Linked DNA regions of Sus scrofa: region 1 is linked to region 2. Evidence: chromatin contacts called from public HiChIP or PLAC-seq data. All regions are on one chromosome and are shown on one strand. Each heading gives the region's core, a stretch centred on a gene start, on an enhancer-like site or on the middle of the called end of the contact. The rest is flanking DNA. Distances are from core to core; before and after follow the strand shown.

Region 1 (7,253 bases), core at 233-2,732, 150 kb after region 2:
GAAAGACCTCGAAGACTGGTGTTGGGAGTGGAGGGGTTGCCAAGGAAGCAGGATCACGCAGCCGGTGACTCTCTAGTCATGCAGAAATGACTTTGCAGGGACAGGCTCTCTTTCGCTGGTCTTGGATTCCTCTAAGGTCAAGGAGGTCAGAGGTGGAACGTGGTCTGGGGGGATGAGTGGGTGGGTAAAGGCCCTCTCTTCTGCTTCATTACTCTCCTACCCTCCTCTCGCCACACAAGTCCTTTTCCCTTGGGAAGGTGGGCCTTCTCCTGTCCAGTTTGTAGTTCTTATGCCCCTTTCAGCTAGAGCCAGAGACAGAACTCCCCTCACCAGACCTGTAATCAGCCTTCTACTCCACGGCTGGGGGGTAGATGGAGGGGCAGCCTCAGGACCAGCACACTGGGGGACACAGGCCAGCCTGCCCTTCCTATCAACTTCTCTGGGCCTGGTCTGGGTGAGGAGGCAGGTGGATCACCCAACTCCTGTCTCTCCAGGGCCTGGTGTGGCAAAACGGAGCCTACTGCTGGAAGGGAAGGAGGCAATAGCCTGGGGCTTTGGAGGCAGGCAGGAGGGGGGCTGCACCCAGACTGGGTCCTGGAACCTGCAGGACTCCTCTGGGCCCACACGTATTCTTTCCCTTCCTTCTAGGCCTGTTTGTCTGTCCCAGGGAGGACAGGGCCCTTTCTTCCAGGTCCTCGGGATGGAGCTGTAGCACCCAGGGAGTTCTGCAGAGGCCCTGGGGGCATCACAGAGGGTATGAGCAGAAGTCAGCTCCTGGGAAGGGTGTCCCCTCCCTGTCCTCTGTGAGAAGCAGCTGTATCTGGGGGTGGTCAGAACTCCTCCTTCCTCTGTGACCTCCTACTGAACTGTGGCTGGGCCCCGTGAGCAGTGGCGCAGGTCCTGTCTGGGGCCCTCAGTCCTGGCAGTCAGAGCAGGGGAGCTGGGAGGGTGTGGAGCCAGGCTGACTACACAGGGTGGCCCAAGCCACACCCCTTCCCCCTTTCTCCTAGGAGATTGGAGGCGGGGTGCTTATCTAATCCTCCTCATCTGACTAGCCTGGAAGGACCCAGGGTCAGGGTGAAGTTCTTGCCCCAGAGAATGCAAGATAGGGAGATTCTGTGCTGAGGTGGTTCTGGGAGACTGGAATCGCCTGGGGTTGTTTCTGGAAAGAGAAGGGCTCCAGGGCCTAGAGAGTGCATTTAGGGAGGGGAGAAGGCCACGTGGCCTTGGTTGTCTCCTTCCCAAAGCCTGTACAGTGTTCACCATCCGCCCTGCCCTATGGGGGGCGGGGAGCAATCAGGGACCCTAGGGAGCGAGACCGGAGACCTCAGGCTCCAAGAGGAGCCTCCAAGGGGCTGGGGAGCCTGAGAGATTTGCCAAACTGGCCTGACCAAGAGGAAAATGCATGCTGGAAGAGAGTGACTCAACCCGGCCTGCCTGGCTCCGAGGTGGGGAGTGAGTAGCTGGGCAGGAGAAGGGAGAGAAGTGTCCCTAGACTGCAGGGCAGGGCAGGATGTGGTCTGGGAGGGGCGGCCCCTTCCACGGGGTTTGGTGGGACCAGCCGGCCCCTCCTCCACCCCACGGCAGGAAGTCTTCGGGAGAGAGCTAAGGGCAGGATGGGGGCAGGGCCAGAAGCCTCCTGGTGGGGGTCCGAGGTTTGTGTGAGTTTAGCTCGCTGAGGAACGGGCCAGGGAGACCTTGTGGGGGTTGTGAAGAGAGCAGTGGCCTCCTTGGAGCCAGAGAACTAAAAACAGCGACGCTGTTCCTTTGTTTTTCCAATTTCACCCACTGCCACCCACACCCCATCGCAGTACAGTCCTGAGAGCGCTGAGAGGAAGGGGAGTGGGGCCTCAGGTCTCAACCTTGACAAGACAGAGGGAGGGCACCTGAGCATTGTTGAGCCGCTATAATAACACTGTGGGAATGCTGAGAACTTGAAAATATGTTCACTCGTCCTTTCAACAAACATGTGGCAGACACTCGGTCATAGGCTGGGACACTGGACACAGGCCCAGCCTTAGAAGCTCATACTGCAATGGGGGGAGACGGACCAGGAAACAATTGCAAGAAGAGCCTTAAAAGAGAAGGGCAGTAACCTGCTTTCCCAGCTCTCCCACTTATCAGTTTTGCTTTAGACAGGTTAACTGTGCCTCAGTTTCTTCATCTAAAAATGGGTACTCAGGGAGTTCCTGTCCTAGCTCAGCGGAAGTGAATCCGACTAGGAACCATGAGGTTGCAGGTTTGATCCCTGGCCTCGCTCAGTGGGTTAAGGATCTGGTATTGCCATGAGCTGTGGTGTAGGTCACAGACGCAGCTTGGATCCCAAGTGGCTGTGGCTGTGGCTGTGGTGTAGGCCAGTAGCTACAGCTCCAATTTGACCCCTAGCATGGGAACCTCCATATGCCACGGGCGCGGCCCTAAAAAGACAAAAGACAGAAAAGTAAATAAATAAATAATAAATAAAAATAAAAACGGGTACTCAGAGCTCCCATTGTGGCTCAGTGGTAACAAACTCGACTAGTATCCACGAGGATCTAAGTTCGATGATCCCTGGCCTCACTCAGTATGTGTCAGGCATTGCTGTGGTCTGTGGCCTAGGCCTGTAGCTGTTGACCCCTAGCCTGGGAACTTCCATATGCTGAGGGTGTGACCCCAAAAAGAAAAAAAAAGGGTACTAACAGAGTTTTTGCAAGGATTATATGTGATAATACGCACATATAATGAGATGTCTGGCACGTAGTAATTATTCAATTAGCATTAACTTTTTTTTTTTTTTTTTTGTCTTTTCTAGGGCCGCATTCATGGCATATGGAGGTTCCCAGACTAGGGGTCAATAGAAGCTGTAGTCGCTGGCCTACACCACAGCTCACAGCAACACCAGATCCTTAACTTACTGAGCAAGGCCAGGGATCGAACCTGCAACCTCATGGTTCCTAGTTGGATTTGTTAACCACTGCACCACACTGGAAACTCTGCATTAACCCTTTATTAAAGGGCTAAGCTAGGGTATGGACACAGAAAAGTTGCCCAACCCTGTCTGTGAGATTTAAAAAGGCTTCCTGAAAGAAATGACATCCAAGACAAAATCCGATGCTTCAGGATGAATTGGGCAAAAGAAGGCAGGTGTTGTACTTCGAAAACCTCTCTAGGCAGACAAAACAACAGGGGCAAAAACCCCAAAACTCTTCTTGGCAACTATAGCATTCAGGTTGCCTAGAGTATATGGTTTAAGTCATCCAGCTTCCACAGTGGGACCGTCCCCCACCCTCGTCTGCTGGATGGAGAAGCCTAGACTAGGGTAGAAGCAGTAGGAACGGAGAGAATGGGATTCATTCATTGATTCCACAAACATTTATTGTGCACCTGCTATGTGCTAGCTCCCATTGTTGGCACTGGAGATACAGTATTACAGAAAACCCCTCCTGGAGTTCTTTGGTGTCTCAGTAGGTTAAGGATCCAAAGTTGTCCCCTGCAGCAACCCAGGTTGCTGCTGTGATGCAGGTTTGATCCCTGACCCAGGAACTTCCACATGCCACAGGCCTGACCAAAAAATAAAAAAATAAAATACAGAGGTCAGGAAAGGCCTCACTGCATAGGTGTCCTGCAAACCAAAGATCTCAATGACAGGAAGAAGACTGCAGTAGGGACATCTAGGGGAAGACTGGTTCTGGCAAAGAAATGAGCAAATGCAAAGAGCCTGGGGGTGAGAGATGAGAGGCCCACCAGGTGTATATGAGGAACAGCGGGAAGCCCATGTGGCTGGAGCGGAAATGAGAGAAAGAGGATAAGAGATTACTTATACAGTGGCCAGATTGTGTAGGAACTCGGAGGCAAGTATAAAACTTTGCCTTTTATAAGTGGGAAGTGGGAAGGCATTGGATGAGTGAGCAGAAGGGTGACACCATCTGACATATTTTTCAAAGATTGCTCTGGCTCCTCTGCTGAGATTGACTCCAGAACACAAGGGCCGAAACAGAGAAACCAGTTAGTACCTACTGAAATAACCAGGCAAGAGGTTGTGGTGAAGTCATGGAGATGTTAAGACATAGTCAAGATTTATGAGCGCGTGGCTCTGGGATGTTCACTGAAAAGGAGAGGACTGCATGAGCAACAGGTCAAGGGGGAGCAGAACTGAGTATCATTTTCAGGAGTTCCCAGGTGGTGCAGTGGGTTAAGGCTCTGGTGTTGTCACTGCTGTGGCCTGGGTTCAATCCCTGGGCCTGGAACCTCACATGCCACGGGTGCAGCCAAATAAATGAATAAATAGATAATAAAAAGAATTTCTTACAAAAAAAGAAATCAATACAGTTTGGAGGAGTAGCATTTGAGCCGTTCATTCCTCCAAGCAAAGATGACGTTAAATGAGCAACTAGTATTCAAGTGGATCATCTGAGAGATATTTAAGAGAAGGGTTGGCGTGCCTGTTGTGGCTCAGCTGTAATGAACCGGACTAGTATCCATGAGGACTCAGGTTCTATCCCTGGCCTTGCTCAGTGGGTTAAGGATCCGGCGTTGCCATGAGCTGAAGTATAGGTGGAAGATGCGGCTCAGATCCTGAGTCCTGCTCTTTTCTTACTAACTTACACCTGCTCCCTCATTTAATCCTAAGGTTTTAGTACTGTCTATATACTAATGACTCCCCAGTCCGTCCCTTGCTCAGATCCTCACCCTCCTGGTTGCAGATCCATGTAGCCAACTATGCTCTCCACTCAGAAGTCCCACATTGAGTTCAGGGTACATTTAGGTACCCTGAACTCAATGTACTGGACACTAAAATCTTCATCCTCTTCCCTTTCCAATCTGCTGCCCCTTCACTATGTTCCCCATCTCAGTCAGTGGACCTGTCAGCTGTTACTAAGCCAAGGATCAGAGAGGCAAATGTGTTATCTCCCTGTCTCCAACCTTCCTTATCCATTCAATCTGTCATCAGGTCTTATAGGCCCTTCTCGCTCTCTTTTTTACTTATTTGCTTTTTTGGCCAACCCACGGCATATAGAGTTCCCTGGCCAGGGATTAGATCTGAGCTGCAGTTGCGACCCAAGCCACAGCTGTGGCAATGCCAGATCTTTAACCCACTGTGCTGGGCCAGGGATCAAACCTGCCTCACAGCACTCCCAAGATGCTGCCAATCCCACTATGCCACAGCAGGAACTCCTTATAGACTATTCTTTCTCTTTTAGGACTGCACCCACGGCATATGGAGGTTCCCAGTCTAGGGGTCAAATTGGAGCCACATCCAACATTTATAAGATGGAAATTGGAGAAGTCTGTGGTTAGAAAGATATGAAGAAAACCAAAGAGTATTATGTAAATTAAGAATAGCTAACTAGAAAGGTGAGAAATTAGCAGTCTCCTTTAGATTGTCCTAGGAGGTCACTGGTGAGGACGGCAGAAAAGGACCCTCCAATCTAGGCCTTGCTTCTTTGTACCATCTTTAGAGCATGGAATTGCAGATGAGGGCTTGAAAGCTACTTTGTTCTTGTTTATTCACTCAGATATGAATGCTTACATTCAGTCATTCATTCAGCACAAGACCTCCCATGTAAGGGAATGCAAAGTAGTAAAAGACACATGGAGTTCCCATCGCGGTGCAGCGGAAATGAATCTAAGAACCATGAGGTTGTGGGTTTGATCCCTGGCCTCACTCAGTGGGTTAAGGATCTGGCATTACCTGCCGTGAGCCGTGGTGTAGGTCGCAGATGTGGCTCAGATCTGGCATTGCTGTGGCTGTGGTGTAGGCCGGCAGCTGTAGCTCCGATTGGACCTCTAGCCAGGGAACCTCCATATGCCATGAGTGTGCCCCTAAAAAAGCAAAAAAATAAAAAATAAATTAAAAATTTTTAAAAAAAGACACATGCTCTGCCCTTGAAGGGCCCATATTAAGCCCTCATCAGCAATAAGGAGATGAAGGAGTTCCCTGGTGGTTCAACAGGTTAAGGATCCAGCATTGTCACTGCTTTGGCTTGGGTCGATGCAAAAAAAAAAAAAAAAAAAGGAATAAGGAGATGAAGGCTCTCTGGTTTTATGGAAGGATCAAGGACCCCCTGTGTCATTCTGAGCTGGGCTTAAATCTCTCAGGTCCACCTTTTTTTTTTTGCTTTTAGTTTTAGGGCTGCACTTGAGGCATATGGAAGTTCCCAGGCTAGGAGTGGAATTGGAGCTGCAGCTGCCAGCCTACACCACAACCACAGCAACACAGCACCACAGCTCATGACAATGCTGGATCCCTTAACCCGTTGATCAAGGCCAGGGATTGAACCCGCATCCTCATGGATACTTCTCAGGTTCATTACTCCTGAGCTGCAACAGGAACTCCTCAGTTTTACCATTTTACAGCATAGTCACTGATGATTCTGAAATCCATATTTTCCACCACAAACCTCTCCACTAAGTCTGTATATACAATTGCTGCCTCTAGGATTTCCATGGGATATCTAAACCAACTCAAATTTAACCTAGTACTACTGAAAATCTCCCCACCCAAACCTAAGCCTCTCCCATTTTCTGCTTCTGGGTAAATGGGACCACAACCCAGCCTCTTGTTGAGGCCCAAATCCCAAGTTCAAAAAGACATACTATATATACAGCAATAAGCCCATCTTGATCCCATTCCTACCCCATTACTGCTACGTGTTGATTTTTCTTCACCTCATATCTAATCTATATCTAGTCCTACTGGCTCTCTTTCCAAAATACATCCCAAATCTAACAGTTTCTCACAACCAGCTTCAAGTTCAAACTCCTTACCATGACCCTATGTGTTCTCATCCCTACCTGGCCTCTCCCTTACCACAGGCCTTCTTTCTGCTCTGGAACATGTCTGCTCCATTGCTTTTGCATTTGTTTTTCCTTCTGACTGAAGCCCTCTTTTCCCAGGTTGTCACTTGCCTGACTCCTCCTGAACATGCAGGTGTCAGCTCAAGTGTCAGTTTCTCTGGCAGTACTATGTGAGTCCCTTACTATCTCAAAAATTATCCTACATATTTAATTTAAAAAATTTTTGGAGGGGAATACATGTTCTTCAGGGAATCCAGGGCCTAGCTAAATGTCTGGTACATTAGGTTTTTGTTAAATATTTAACTGACCAGTTGACTTCAGTTTTTTAAGCCTCCATTTCCTTATTAATTGAAGAGGGATAGTAATGCTTATTTTGCTTGGTAGTGGTTTTTTTTTTGTTTTTTTTTTTCCTTTTAGGGACACACCCAGGGCATAGGGAGGTTCCCAGGCTAGGTGTCACATCCGTGCTGCCGGCC
Region 2 (6,536 bases), core at 1,441-3,940:
CATGGAGGGGATGGTGGCGCCATTCCCCAAAAAAGGGAGGAATGGGGAGAACAAGAACAAGTTCGGGGGAGGAATCAAGAGTTGTGGTTTGCAAAAAAAAAAAAAAAAAAGAAAAAAAAAGAAAAGAAAAGAAGGAGTTCCCGTCATGGCTCAATGGTTAATGAATCTGACTAGGAACCATGAGGTTGCGGTTTCGATCCCTGGCCTTGCTCAGTGGGTTAAGGATCCGGCATTGCTGTGAGCTGTGAGGCAGGTCGGAAACACGGCTCGGATCCCTCGTTGCTGTGGGTCTGGCGTAGGCCAGCAGCTACAGCTCTGATTAGACCCCTAGCATGGGAACCTCCATATTGCCACAGGTGTGGCCCTAAAAGGACCGAAAAAAAAAAAAGGAGTTGTGGTTTGGACATGCATGTGCGACGTTTGAGATGTGGCACTGTGGACTTCGGAGGACATTGGGGCTGACCTGTTCTTTCTACGGGCTCTCTTGTCCTAGGTCACGATCTCTTCCAGCAGCCTCCACTCACCCCTGTGGGGAGTGCCCAGCCCTGGCCAGAGCCCCCGGCCCCACCCCCGGCACAGGCCCCCGCGCTCCGCCAGGGCTGCTTCTACCTGCTGGTGCTGGTGCCCATCACCTGTGCTCTGCTGCAGCTGTTCACCTGGTCCCAGTTCACGCTGCACGGGAGACGCCTGCACATGGTCAAAGCCCAGCGCCAGAACCTGGCACGGGCCCAGACTCTGGATGTTAAGACAGTGTGATGGATGCGGCAAGGCCACCCTACTGAGGACACTACCTGCAGCCCTGGGCAGCCAGCCCAGTGTCCTGCTCCTCCGCTTTCCTGCGGTACAGCCTGGAGGACAGATGGCAGAGTGGGAGCTCCTGGGACTGAGCCAGGAGCGTCACTGAGGTCTAAGTTCCTGCCCAGCTGTCTGGCCCAGCTTGGGCAAGGGCTGGGCCATTTGTGCTCAGGGACCTGCTTCCTCCGGAGGAGGAGGAGGGGAAGAAGAGGGCCAAGAAGGGATGGGGCCGCCCTGTGGCCACATGGGGTCACTGCGGGGAAGGGAGGCCTGTCCCCCTATGGGCTGGGGCTGGAGCTGTGTGAGCTTGGGAACCAATTTCTCCCAGTCAGGGGAAGCTGACTCTAAGTGCCACCAGCCCCTTCCAGTGGTTTCTCTCAGAATTCTCTGCTTCAGCTATGCCTGGAGTAGCATGGCCCCAGCTGCCGCAGGGCCCCCCCATCCCCACCCAGCCTCTAAATGAGGTTCATTTCATCACAGACTGATTAAACTCAGTCATGTCTCTTCCATTCCTGAGGTCCGTGCTGTGTGTGGGAGCGGTGGGCTGGGGAACAGGATTCCTTAATAGGAACAGCGGCCTGAGAGCATTTTCGAAGACCAGCAGAGAGCCACCCACCTCAGATTCACTGAAGTAGGAGAGAGAGCTGGCAGACCCCTCCAGAGCTGTGTGGGCCCTTGGGAGCAAAACAACCTTCAGGCCTGTGGTCGAGACCCCAGTGGTTTCCCTTGCATGGGGTAGGCCAGGAAGAGTGGCTGGTTCTAGGCCAGAGGTCACTGGCCAGCTTCCTAAAATGCTGTATTGAGTTCTTTTCCCCAAGATTCTGATTTCATAGTCTGGGTACTGCCCAGGCACTCGGGTTTTGGAAAGCTCTGTGGTCATTCTTCTGTGCAGCTGGGTCTGAGAGAACTTCTGCTCTAGGCCAGGGTTTCTCACCCTCAGCACTATAGACATTTGGGGCTGGGTAGCTTTTTTTTGGGGGGGTGGGTGGTTCTTTGTTGTGGATATTTAGCGGCATTCCTGGGCTGTGCCTACTTAATGCCAGTAGGCTCTCTGCTCAGTTACGATGCCCAGACACCTCCAGATATTACCACATGTGTCTAGAGTTGCAAAATTGTCCTTGATGAGGAAGCATTGCTCTAGGCCAGTGGTTATTTGGGAGGGTCTGCTTAGCAGCTAAGAATGTAGGCTCTAGGGCTATATTGCTTGGGTTCAAATTCTAGCTAACAAGGGCAGAGCTTTGGGAAATTAGATAATCCCTCTATGGTGGCTCTATTGCATCATCTGTGGAGTGGATAACGAACATACCTCCACTTGGTGGGGTTAACATTTGTCAAGTGCCTGGCAATTTACCACCCCCAACCCCCCAAGTATAGAGGTTTAAAATGGAGAACTGATTAATCAGTTTGAGTGTGGGCCCCAGGAATTGCATTTTTTTTTTTTTTTTTGTCATTTTAGGGCCACACCTGCAGCATCCGGAGGTTCCCAGGCTAGGGCTCAAACTGGAGCTGTAGCGGCTGGCTTACACCACAGCAATGCCAGATCTTAGCCACGTCTGCTACACCACAGCTAACGGCAAAGCTGGATCCTGAACCCACTGAGCAAGGCCAGGGATCAAACCTGCGTCCTCACAGGTGCTAGTCAGATTCGTTTCCGATGATCCATGATGGGAACTCCCCCAGAAACTGCATTTTAATAAGCTCCTGACTTCAGAGCTGTCAAGAGCTGGTGCCCTCATTTGGGCTGGAGTCTCATCCATGGGCTTGGGCTTGTACACAGGGTTGGGACCCTCCATTCCCGACCTGGCCTCTGGGCTTCCTTGTGAACACCATCTTCTCTGCATCCACCTGACAGGCTGGGACTTGGGCTAAGGTCTGGCCCAGTCTGGCTGGTGCAACAGTGCCCTCTAGAGGACAGACTAGGCCCAGTCCTCACCTCCGATTCAGGGCCCTCAGCTCTTGCAGTCCACACTGCACGCACGGCCTACAGACAGAGGCACAGCTGATGTGTCTATTGGAACAACTTTATTTAAGTACACTGGGCCCCACCAGGCAACGTGGTTTGTGCGAGGCTGTGCGAGGGACAGGCTTGGGCTAAGAGGAGGGAGGTGAGCTGGTTAAGCACACTGCAGTCCGCGGGTCGCCACATCGCTTTCACACACACCTGCTGCTGCGGCCCACACCTGGCAGGGCCTTTGGTCGTTGGACGGCATGGGGGAGAATACTGCCTGGAATCTGGGATCAGGGCAGGTCTTAGTGTCACAGGTGAGGGTGCCGGGGAAGATCTGCTGGCCTCAGCTTTGTACCAGCCGAGCTGAAGGGCCTTGGGACCACTGCCAGGCCAGCCTAGTCCAGTGAAGGCACCTGGTCCTACTGGACCAGAGGAGGTGAGCCTGATCCCATCAGCTCCTGGCCCTCTGGTCTGACCCCTCCCTCCCTAAGCAAGCAAGTCCAAAGACAAGAATGGCATAAATCGGCCTTGGGGGGGAGCCTGCTCACCTCTGCAACCTAGTCCCCCCCCACCGGGTCAGCTAGAGTGGGAAAAGGCCACTTGGTTAATTGCAGCTCTTTCTCCATTCCTAAGGAGGCTGGATCCCCAACACCTTTCCTTGGGTCGGAGCCTCTGCTAAAGGGTGATTCTAGCTCTTGCTTCAGAAAATCCAACCAGCAACCAGTCTGTTGATTCCAGGGCAGTGAGCAAGTGGAAGAGGGAGAAAGAAAGAGGCTGGAGTGACTTTGAGTGTAGTCTCTGACCCCATGTGGTCCTGAGGCCTATGGATACTGTCAGTTCACCGTGAGCAGGGAGTGGCGGGGCCCTGGACACTGTGCTAAGCTTAGGTGCTGTAAACATTAGTGTGAACAGGGTGCCTGGTGGGTGGGAGGCAATGAGCCCCCTCTCCCCAGGCCCTGTACTGAACAAACACTTCAATAAATAAAACTGAAGATGGCACTGCCCAAGGATGGATGGAAAGCAAGTGACAGGGCCTGGGGCCAACAGGCTCCTGAAACTCTCCCGAGACCCACTGGAAGTGGGCTTGGAGTTGGAGCAACAACTTTGCCACCAGCAGAAGCAGCACTACTCCTGCCCACCTCAAATGCCCAGTGTGGTCCTGGTCCCCAGGTGAAGTTGAGGGCATCCTGCCCCCTTCTGACCCCAAAGTCTCAGTAATAACTGCTGGAGTGCTTCTCCAGCCTTCTAAACCCAAACTGCAACAAAACCAGACAGAACTCAACCCTGGCCCCAGGCCTCCATCCATGATCCAGAGGCATTGAGAGCAGAATGATGAGCAAGGGGAGGCAGCAGCTGCCTCGGGCTGCAGGGCACCCTGGGTGGGGTGGGGGTGGGACTGGCCCAGCCTAGGATGGGCAGCAGCAAGGTCTCCCAGGGGTTGGGCTTACCTCCCTCTGTCTCCCCATGGTAGTCAACACAGCCCTACACAGCCAGACAAAGGCCCAGCTGACGGAGTGGGGCCCTCTGGCAGCCACTCTTCCCTGTCAGGGGCCAGTTAGTGGTCAACCCCAGGTCTCAGGCCGTCACCATCGTGGGTAGTTCATCGTCCTTTCTGGGCCCCGGGATCCCTGGGATCCCCGGGCCACACGGCACTCTTGTATGCGCACACACTCGTACCCACACACCCACACACACACACTCATACACACAGGCAGTTCCTCGACTCAAGAAAGCGAGTTTTAAAGTGGAGTTAACTTCAGAGAGAGGTGAAGATGATGTCCCAATATTAGAAGGTTTTCCTATGGATGGATCGGGCACCATCTTCCTCGTATTCCTTCTTAGAGACCCACATTTTCTTAAAGGTGTCCAGAGAGGCAAGGATGGAGCCCCTGGGGTGGAGGAAATCCAAAAGGAACATTTGTCAGAGAAGGGGAGTGGGTATTCGTGAAGCCAGCCAGTCCCCCTGGCCAAAGCAGTTCAGGCTTTACTTTCTTTTTTGGCCATGCCCATGGCACATGGAAATTCCGGGGCCAGGGACTGAACCCGCCCCACGGCAGTGACCTGGGCCACAGCAGAGCCCATGGCAGATCCTTACCCCGCTTTCCTTTAATGGGATGGGGTGGTGAGGGGGAATCAATGCCTTTGTTTCCAGTTCAGCTCTTATTCCCAGAAGAGCTACTCACCCGATCCACGTGGAATACAGTCTCTCCTGCGGTGCCGATATCTGCAAGGTGGGTGGCAAGAGGCATCTGAGACGTCCACCCGCCCCCTCCCTTCCCTTCCAACACACAGCTCTGTGGCCAGTTCTCACCACCGAAGGCAGCGGCTGCATTTCAGGGCTGGCTGGACCCTGTGGACTCTCTGGGGGGGATTGCAGCCAGCCAGATGCTCATGTGGAGAAGTAGGTTTCTGGCAGCCCTAGGTATCTATAGTTCCCAGGGAAGCTGGGGCCACCTGGGGGCAAGATCGGGGTCTGCCGGGGGCTGGAGGGGAGCAGACTCCACGGCAGGAACTGCCCTCCTCCATCCAGGACCCCTCCTTCTTCAGGCAGGCCGGGCTCTGCTCAGCAGTCTCTACGATGCTGAGCTGTGTCACAGGGGAGCGGCCAAAGTCAGTCTCCTGTCAGTGTTACAGTTTCCCTGAAAGACCACATGTGGGGCCCTCAGCCTAGCCCCCTTCCCCCTTTGTGAAGAGGGTGAGTGAGGGGGGGGCCTCCCCTCTGGCAGGCCTCAGGGACAGTGTGGAAGCTGGGAGCCACCTGGCGGTGTCTGAAAGGCTTGGAGCAAGAGGGGAGGCCATACCAGGTGGCGCTCCAGACCCTTGGAGGCCCGGTTCCACAGCAGCCGCCGCCCCACCCCTGCCCCCAGCAGGCTCCTACCCTGATCTTCACGTCTTTTGGAGCCAGTTTCTTCACTTCACTCAGTAGCCTGTCACCAAAACCTGAATGGGCAAGAAAGGAGACTCTCGCGTCATTTCTCTGGGTGTCTGGGCCTGGCAGGATTGTGGAAGCTTCCGCGGGCAGGGCGCCGAGGGCAAAGACCAACCTTTGAACAGGGTGGAGCCTCCCGAGAGGACGATGTTAGAGAAGAGCGTGCGCCGCAGGTCCATGTCAGACTTCTGGATGGCGAACACCAGCACCTCGTGGATGCCCTCGCTCTCCTCGCCGATCAGGTCTGGCCTGAACAGCAGCTCAGGGGCCCGGAATCGGGAAGGACCAATCTGCAGGGTGGGGGGGCAAGCTTCTCAGGCTGGGGTGGGGGACGGAAGTCCTTTTGGGGGTGGGGATGGAAGAAGGCCCTCTGCCCATCGCTTCGTGGCCAGGTGGCCAGGAAGACCTTGCCCATCAAGGCCTCGTAGATCAGGACCAAAGAGAGGGCTCCTGGGAACAAGCAGGGGACAAACAGGTCTGCTGGAAAACTAGAGAAAGGACGCTCCTACGTTTAATCCCAGCTCTGGCATTTTCCAGCCAAGAGACTTAATAGATGGATTCATTCATTCATGGAAATTTCTTCCTGTCATTGGACGTCCAGGGAGAGGCCACTCACGCTATACTGTGCCCATGGTTAAGGACAGCACTGTTCACTGCCCTTACTAATCCCATCCCGGCACACAGAGAAGCGACGTCCCTGGCGTCTCTCCCTGCTAGAGACAGTGCTGCTCAAGAGCTACGGTGCTCCAGGCAGAGGGTTCAAAAGGCCTGGTACCCCCAACTTCAGCTTCCCCGTGGGGAGTTCTGTTTGGGCCCAGAGCTTTTGGGGGCCGGAGGGGCCTGAAGGGAGAGAGGCTGGGCCAC

What was found. HiChIP or PLAC-seq counts read pairs in DNA pulled down with a chosen protein or histone mark.
Region 1: an H3K27ac HiChIP or PLAC-seq map of alveolar macrophages shows a contact between it and region 2. The contact joins two enhancer-like sites. A contact is called at or near these places in 1 of 5 promoter capture datasets (liver), 2 of 47 Hi-C or Micro-C datasets (embryonic fibroblasts and heart right ventricle) and 1 of 2 datasets of contacts at active chromatin or transcription factors (alveolar macrophages).

Annotation. Positions count from the first base shown.
Region 1 is chr14:113,628,174-113,635,426 of Sscrofa11.1, forward strand. No RefSeq gene overlaps it. Among named protein-coding and RNA genes, the nearest start is that of TRIM8, 5.6 kb to the right of the region's middle. Within about 2 kb of position 1,483, at least 60 of the 83 cell types and tissues checked have an H3K27ac peak or open chromatin away from gene starts, as enhancers often do. A contact at or near this core is called in alveolar macrophages, where this site is marked.
Region 2 is chr14:113,477,396-113,483,931 of Sscrofa11.1, forward strand. ACTR1A (alpha-centractin) reads right to left here. Exons shown (of 11, transcript XM_001928877.5): 8 at 5,788-5,962; 9 at 5,622-5,683; 10 at 4,927-4,967; 11 at 2,801-4,632. The coding sequence ends at 4,530. It overlaps MFSD13A (transmembrane protein 180), which reads left to right. Exons shown (of 9, transcript XM_013983694.2): 9 at 494-1,304. The coding sequence ends at 756. Among named protein-coding and RNA genes, the nearest start is that of ACTR1A, 18 kb to the right of the region's middle. Within about 2 kb of position 2,691, at least 9 of the 83 cell types and tissues checked have an H3K27ac peak or open chromatin away from gene starts, as enhancers often do. A contact at or near this core is called in alveolar macrophages, where this site is marked.